Regions from separate parts of the Mus musculus genome. Here region 2 is linked to region 1. The links are chromatin contacts, called in public HiChIP or PLAC-seq maps. All regions are on one chromosome and are shown on one strand. The core of a region is the stretch at or near the end of the contact, and the rest is flanking DNA. Distances in the headings are between cores, read along the strand shown.

Region 1 (2,949 bases), core at 146-2,645:
CGGTAAATCAATGAATGAAATGTCCCAAAGGTTGACCGGAAGCGTCTCAAGACACAAAGCCACATGATTCCACCTTTGTGAGCCATCCCAGTTTCCCAATCACCCAAGACCACACCACTTCCCCTCTTTCGATCTGAGGCGCTCCGGGCACACCCTTTTACCCTTTGTGTGATCTGAGGCAGAAAGGAAACGCCAGGGTGTGAGCCAGGCCCAGACTGGAAGAGGGCAAACTGCAGCAGGCTTTCCTGGGGGGCCAAGAAGGGTTTGCAGCCTTCTGAGGCAGGCCCTCCAGCTCAGGAGAAGTCATTCAACAGGCTGTTCATTTTAAACTTCAGCCCAACAACTGGGTTGCAAAGCCCACTTGGTTGGACTGCCCCCAGCATTTTTAATGAAACAAGAGAAAATACTGAATGAACTTTCCAAGTCCCCCCTCCACCCCCACCCCCCCAAAAAGCAGTCACTTATGCTTCCTCTTTGTAGTGCGAGGGAGGGGACTCTGGGCCCTGTGCACGCTCTATCACTAAACTTCAGCCCTCCCTCCTTTAAGAAGTTTTCTTTGTTTCGTGTGCATGGGAAAGAGGGTGTGTGTGCGCATGCGTGTGTTTTATTATAAAGCCCAGGACGGCTTCAACCTCTTGATCGTGCCTCAGCCTCAAGTGGCTTTGAATCCATGACTCTCCTGCCTCAGCCTCCCAAATGTTGGGAGTTACAGGTGTGTGCCACTAAACAAGACAGAGGGCAGAATCAGAGCGTTAACCACCCTGCAAGAGGGTGCTTCTGTGCCGGGTGTTTGGGGGGGGGGGGGGCGGCGCAGACCAGTGAGCTATGAGACTTGTCCAGCGACAGAATGGGGAGAGATGATCCTGGAGGGTGTGTGCAAGGCGAGCCACCTGAATCTGGATCCTGTCTTCCCCATCCTTAGTCCCTCAGCCCAGAATGACACAGGCAAACTGGTAGACCCTTTCCTGTGATAGACACGAGGGTATCGTATCGGCCTGCTTCATCCTTCATTTATAAGGAGTCTGTTGCCAATGACGGGGCATGTTCTATAACTCGGCATTCAGGCTTGTGCCCATGTTCTGTGACGTCACGCCCAGCAGCACCTACCCACATACTCCCAACCCGGCCCCTGCAAACCCGGAGCCATACAAGCTGCTGGTCTGCGGCTATGTAAGGGTGGAACTGAGCGATGATCCCTAACCCCAGCTGCTCTACAGAACCATATAGAGACAGTCACTCCGCCACCCACTCTCCACGCCTATGTCTCACAACCAGACACCAATGACCAGTCCCTGACTGGGCCTGAAAGGGCCTGGAGGGGGTGTAGGGCCTGTGGGCAAAGCCAGCTGGGTTTTCACACAGGAAGGAAGAACAAACTGAGGTGGGAGGCAGTCGAGGGAGGGCGGAAATGACTGCTGTGTTAGCACCCAGAGGCAGACAGGAGGCTCAACCCCCAACCCCAGCTTTGACCCTGGTGCTAAAAACAAGCATCTAATCTGCACTCCGACCCCATCCCCACCATGACCAGGGAACGGGGTCTGCTCCAGAGAATGGAAGGTGACTTAGACACTCTGTATGTGTTTGTGTGTCTATCTGTCTGCCTCTAAAAGAGCAGTCTCTTTAAGGAGGAAATGCCATTTGGGCAGAGTGCCCACCAAAGAGGGAGAACAAAGAAAAGGCTCCCGGGTACCTCAACTCCCTCCCCCTTGCCTCTGATCTGACCACTGCGGCGTGGGCCTTTGCTGAGGTTGTCAGGGAGAGGATGAGAAGGGAGGGCAGAGGGTAGCCTGGGCATCAGGGCAGGGTCTCACATTGCTGATCTGGTCCTGGGTCTTCTTGATTCTCTGCAGCTCAGGCGTGTCTGCCACCACGCTGAAACCTTTGCCCTTATTCTTCTCAAATTCCTCCTTGTAGCGCACCTGGAGGCCAAGAGGAAAAGGAGAGCTTGGGTTCAGGTGGACATGAAGATGAGCTTGCCCGGCCTGAGGCCCCTGGTCAGAAACAAGCCCCCCATACACCCACACGTACACACAATGCAGAAGCCTAAGACAGAAGGTGTCAGAGCAATAATAGCCCCATTAAGTCATATCCAGAGGGCTCTAAAGGGAGGCCACACGTTGAATGCCTATAAAGAAGCAGTATCTTATGAGGGGAAAGATGGCTCAATGGTTACAAATACTAGCTGCTCTTCCAGAGGACCTGCAATAATTACGTAGAACACAAAAGAAAGGAAACAAAGATGGAGTCACTTCGGCTCAAAATCCTGACATCCAAATACACCCAAAGAGAGCATTAGCTGGGCATGGTGGTGCGAGCAGTGGTAGTGAACATGGACGTGATGGCTTGCTGTGCACCAACTGGGTTTGCATAGGACTTACAATCTGCTCGTGCCAACTCTACCCACTCACTGTCTGGGAGTGAACTGTCTCTAGATAGCTGCGGCATTGGCTTGGAGCTAGATTGTTAGTTTCGTTCACGTTTCTTTCCTTCTTCTTAAAGTGGGGCATATGAACAAACTGGACATTCAAAACAGACACCAGACTGCCCACCTCTCTGTGACACGTAACGCAGGTCCAATCCCTAGCGCCATGAGGCAACTCACAGTCATCTGTAACTCCAGCTCTAGAAGGTCTGAAGCCCTCTTAGAGTCTCTGAGGGAGCCAAAATAAAGTTTTGAGTAAAAAGGTCATTTCTGGGCTGGAGAGATGGGTCAACTTGGTTAAGAGCACTGACTGCTCTTCCAGAGGTCCTGAGTTCAATTCCCAGCAACCACACTGTGACTCACAACCACCTGTAATGAGATCTGATGCCCTCTTTTGATGTGTCTGAGAACAGCTACAGTGTACTCACATACATAAAATAAACACATAAGAAAATAAATAAGCTGGGCAATGGTGGCGCACTCCTTTAATCCCAGCACTTGGGAGGCAGAGGCAGGCGGATTTCTGA
Region 2 (2,949 bases), core at 157-2,656, 260 kb before region 1:
TATTTGATATTTTCAGTTGTCTTCTAAAATGTGTTTGAAAACATGCCTTGACTTGGCATTGTTAGGGCGTAGGAGAGTTGTCACTGAAAAGAAGAGAGAGACTCCCTGCCTGTCCGTGGGCATTGAGACTTGGAAGGCCTCATAGATCATGACTGACCTTGGACTGTTGAGATGGCTCGGCAGGTAAGCACTGTTTGCAGGCCAAGTCTGACAACCTGTTTGTGATGGTGAAGGAGCGGTAATGCCGGCTGGGAATTGTTGTGACTTCCACGGATGTACCATGGGATCCATGTGCGTTAATAGAAAGGATTATGTAAAATCCAAGGCTGATGGCTCTAAAGTCAGGCAGCTCATGGAGTCATAAGTGAGAGGGTAGACAAGGAATGAGCCCTGAACCTTCTCTGAGTTGTACAGGTGGGTTTCTGTGCTGTGGTTTCTGCTGACAGACCAGAGGATAAGCCCAGCCTTCTTGAAGACTTGAAGACAAACAAGTCTTAAGTTAGAGGGATGAGGGGAAGTAGGAGTCACAAACCTGCTCACATTTATTTTTGTCTTAAGTCTGCATCAGAAGATGCAGAAAGCAGTGTTATCTATCAATAGGGCATGATTAGCCCTGCTGATTTGAGAATAAAATCTGGCTGTAAATACAATATCCAAAAGACCTGACTCTACATCTTCATTCTCCAGCAAGAAAAAAAATTAAATATATATATATGCTATTTAAGCACTGGCTGCTGTAACCCTGCCTTATTCTTTTTACCTGCTGGAAACCACAGGAGACAGGAGACAGAGCTTCTGGGGTTTCCCATTGGAGCCTGGTTCACAGTGTTGTGCGCTCTGATTTCTCTGCACATCGTTTCTGCATCTCTGGAAAACTCTCAGTTATTTAGCATCCTCTCCCTTGAATGGGAGTTTAAGAAAGTTATTTGAGAGGGAAAAGCTTTTGTTACACAAACCATGCGTGGAAGGTTCGAGGAGAACATCCTCCTGCAGGTCTTTGGTCTCTGCCACAGGAGTGTTTGATCTAAGGCTTTGTGGAGTCAAGTTTACAAAGATGTCAGTACTTCTCAGCCAGAGTGGCTCGTAGAACAAGAACCATGAGCAGGCAGAAACCTAGTGTCGCTTTCCACTGTATGGCATGGGCAGGCAAGGCTCGTGAGGAGATGCTTTGCCTCAGGAAGCGCATCTGTCCTGTGCTCATAAGACTTCCTTTCCATGGGACACATTTACTTCGTTTTTTTCATGGTATCAACTCCATGCCCTTTGGTGGCAAGAAGGGCTTCCTTACTTCTGGGGACAGCATTAGTACCAAGACAGGAGTGTGGACAGTGGACAACAGTCCTCCCCCTTGGAAGGGGTGGTGATAGACAGGTGTCCTCTGCCAGGTCCCAGGAGATCTTTGAAGTTACATCCTTTTGCTCCGTTTGTCGTGTTATCTCCAATCTGCCCTGGTTTGCTGCTTACATATGTTTCTTCCTGTACCCTAACATTTTCCTCTCAGCTCCACAAAACATTCAACCACTCACTGTTTATAGCCCTGGAGACCAGGGACCTCTAAATGACTGCGTGGCGTGGCTCATTAGTTAGACAGGAGTGCCCTGGCTCTGCAGCAGTGAGAAGGGCCTTGCTGTCTGTCGCCATCTGGGTGTCCATAGGAAGGCTTGCTCCTTGTAAGGATCTTTTCTTACATATTTCTGACGACTGTTAATCTCTAACAAGTGCTGAGCCCGATTCCTGTGACCCATCCCTGCCACACTCCTACCTGACACACTGACACCTAGATCCTGTTGGCACGTCCCAAAATCTTTAGGCCAGCCAGCTCTTCCTCCCTGCTGTAACCCCAGAACTGACCCCAAGAACCAGGACAACCCCGAGGGGAATCTGGGAGAGGCTCGAGGTCACTTTTCCGTTGGTTTTATCCACTCTGGCCACCTCTGTTCTTCCTCCCAGGAACTCTTTGCGGTTACTGTTTCCTGGTGTTCAGCTTAGCCTTGCCCACCTTCCAGTGACCCTGAGGGCACAGACCTGAGTATCCCATGTGGCCTGTGCAGAGCTCAGAGCACTGTGAGGACCACCCCCTTCCGGTCAGGCCGCTCAGGGACAGATGGATGGGTACCTGGTGCTGTCTGCAGAACTCAGTCTCCAGTCCTGCACCCCCACTCCGCTGACTCCCTGAGGGGTAGCAGGGCAGTCACGGTGTGATCCCTGTGCCTAGCTGCTGGGCCTGACCTGGACTTCGCTGTATGGGGGCTGCTGCTTGCTTGTTTTCTCACCAGGCCTGTGCCAACACTTGGCCACTCCCCAGGCCCTGAACTGTTCCCCAGTGGGGACTTCACGCCACCTTTCACTAGCTAAGTGACTGTATGTACACCTCGTACTTCCAGCATCTGAGGATGTGGGGGTGAGGATTGTTTTCAATAAATAAAATCCAAGGAGGCAGTAGACGATTCTTTTTGCTTTAAAAATCTTTGGACTAAAGATATGTTTTTATATATATAAATATATAAAGTAAATTGTTATGTAACTATTATTGTTCCTGTATGTTCTAATTTTGTTTTATGATGTAATTAAAGGAAATCAGCTGTGAAGACTTTTCATTTCCCTGTGGAAACAGCCTGATGAGCTATGATTCCTAAATATGGGTCTTAGAACTGCAAAGGCTCTTGGGACTGAAGGGACTTTTGGGGTGACATCGATGCTTTTTAAATATTGTTTACTCTCTTCACTTAAATATCATCAGTTCACTTAATAACCTTAGTCAATACTCTGCTAATAACTATTACTTGATATCTCATCTCCGGGAGACGTCAAGAAACAAAGGGCCTAGCATAAATCCGAGCTGCCTTAACAAGGCTCACCCAGGGGCTGGAGAGAGACCTCATCGATGAGTTAAGAGCACTTGGACCCTTGCAAAGGACCAGGGATCCATTCCCAGCACCCACATGGTGG

Evidence for each region. HiChIP or PLAC-seq counts read pairs in DNA pulled down with a chosen protein or histone mark.
Region 2: an H3K27ac HiChIP or PLAC-seq map of double positive thymocytes shows a contact between it and region 1, with 3 times the contacts expected there. The contact joins two enhancer-like sites. A contact is called at or near these places in 3 of 115 datasets of contacts at active chromatin or transcription factors (double positive thymocytes, large pre-B cells and pancreatic cancer cells) and 2 of 9 other capture datasets (liver and pancreatic islet).

The regions. Positions count from the first base shown.
Region 1 is chr11:97,823,812-97,826,760 of GRCm38.p6, reverse strand. It overlaps Lasp1 (LIM and SH3 protein 1), which reads right to left. Exons shown (of 7, transcript NM_010688.5): 4 at 1,812-1,919. Among named protein-coding and RNA genes, the nearest start is that of B230217C12Rik, 16 kb to the left of the region's middle. Within about 2 kb of position 1,395, at least 119 of the 459 cell types and tissues checked have an H3K27ac peak or open chromatin away from gene starts, as enhancers often do. A contact at or near this core is called in double positive thymocytes, where this site is marked.
Region 2 is chr11:98,082,193-98,085,141 of GRCm38.p6, reverse strand. It overlaps Fbxl20 (F-box and leucine-rich repeat protein 20), which reads left to right. Exons shown (of 15, transcript NM_028149.1): 15 at 1-2,588. Among named protein-coding and RNA genes, the nearest start is that of Stac2, 30 kb to the right of the region's middle. Within about 2 kb of position 1,406, at least 7 of the 459 cell types and tissues checked have an H3K27ac peak or open chromatin away from gene starts, as enhancers often do. A contact at or near this core is called in double positive thymocytes, where this site is marked.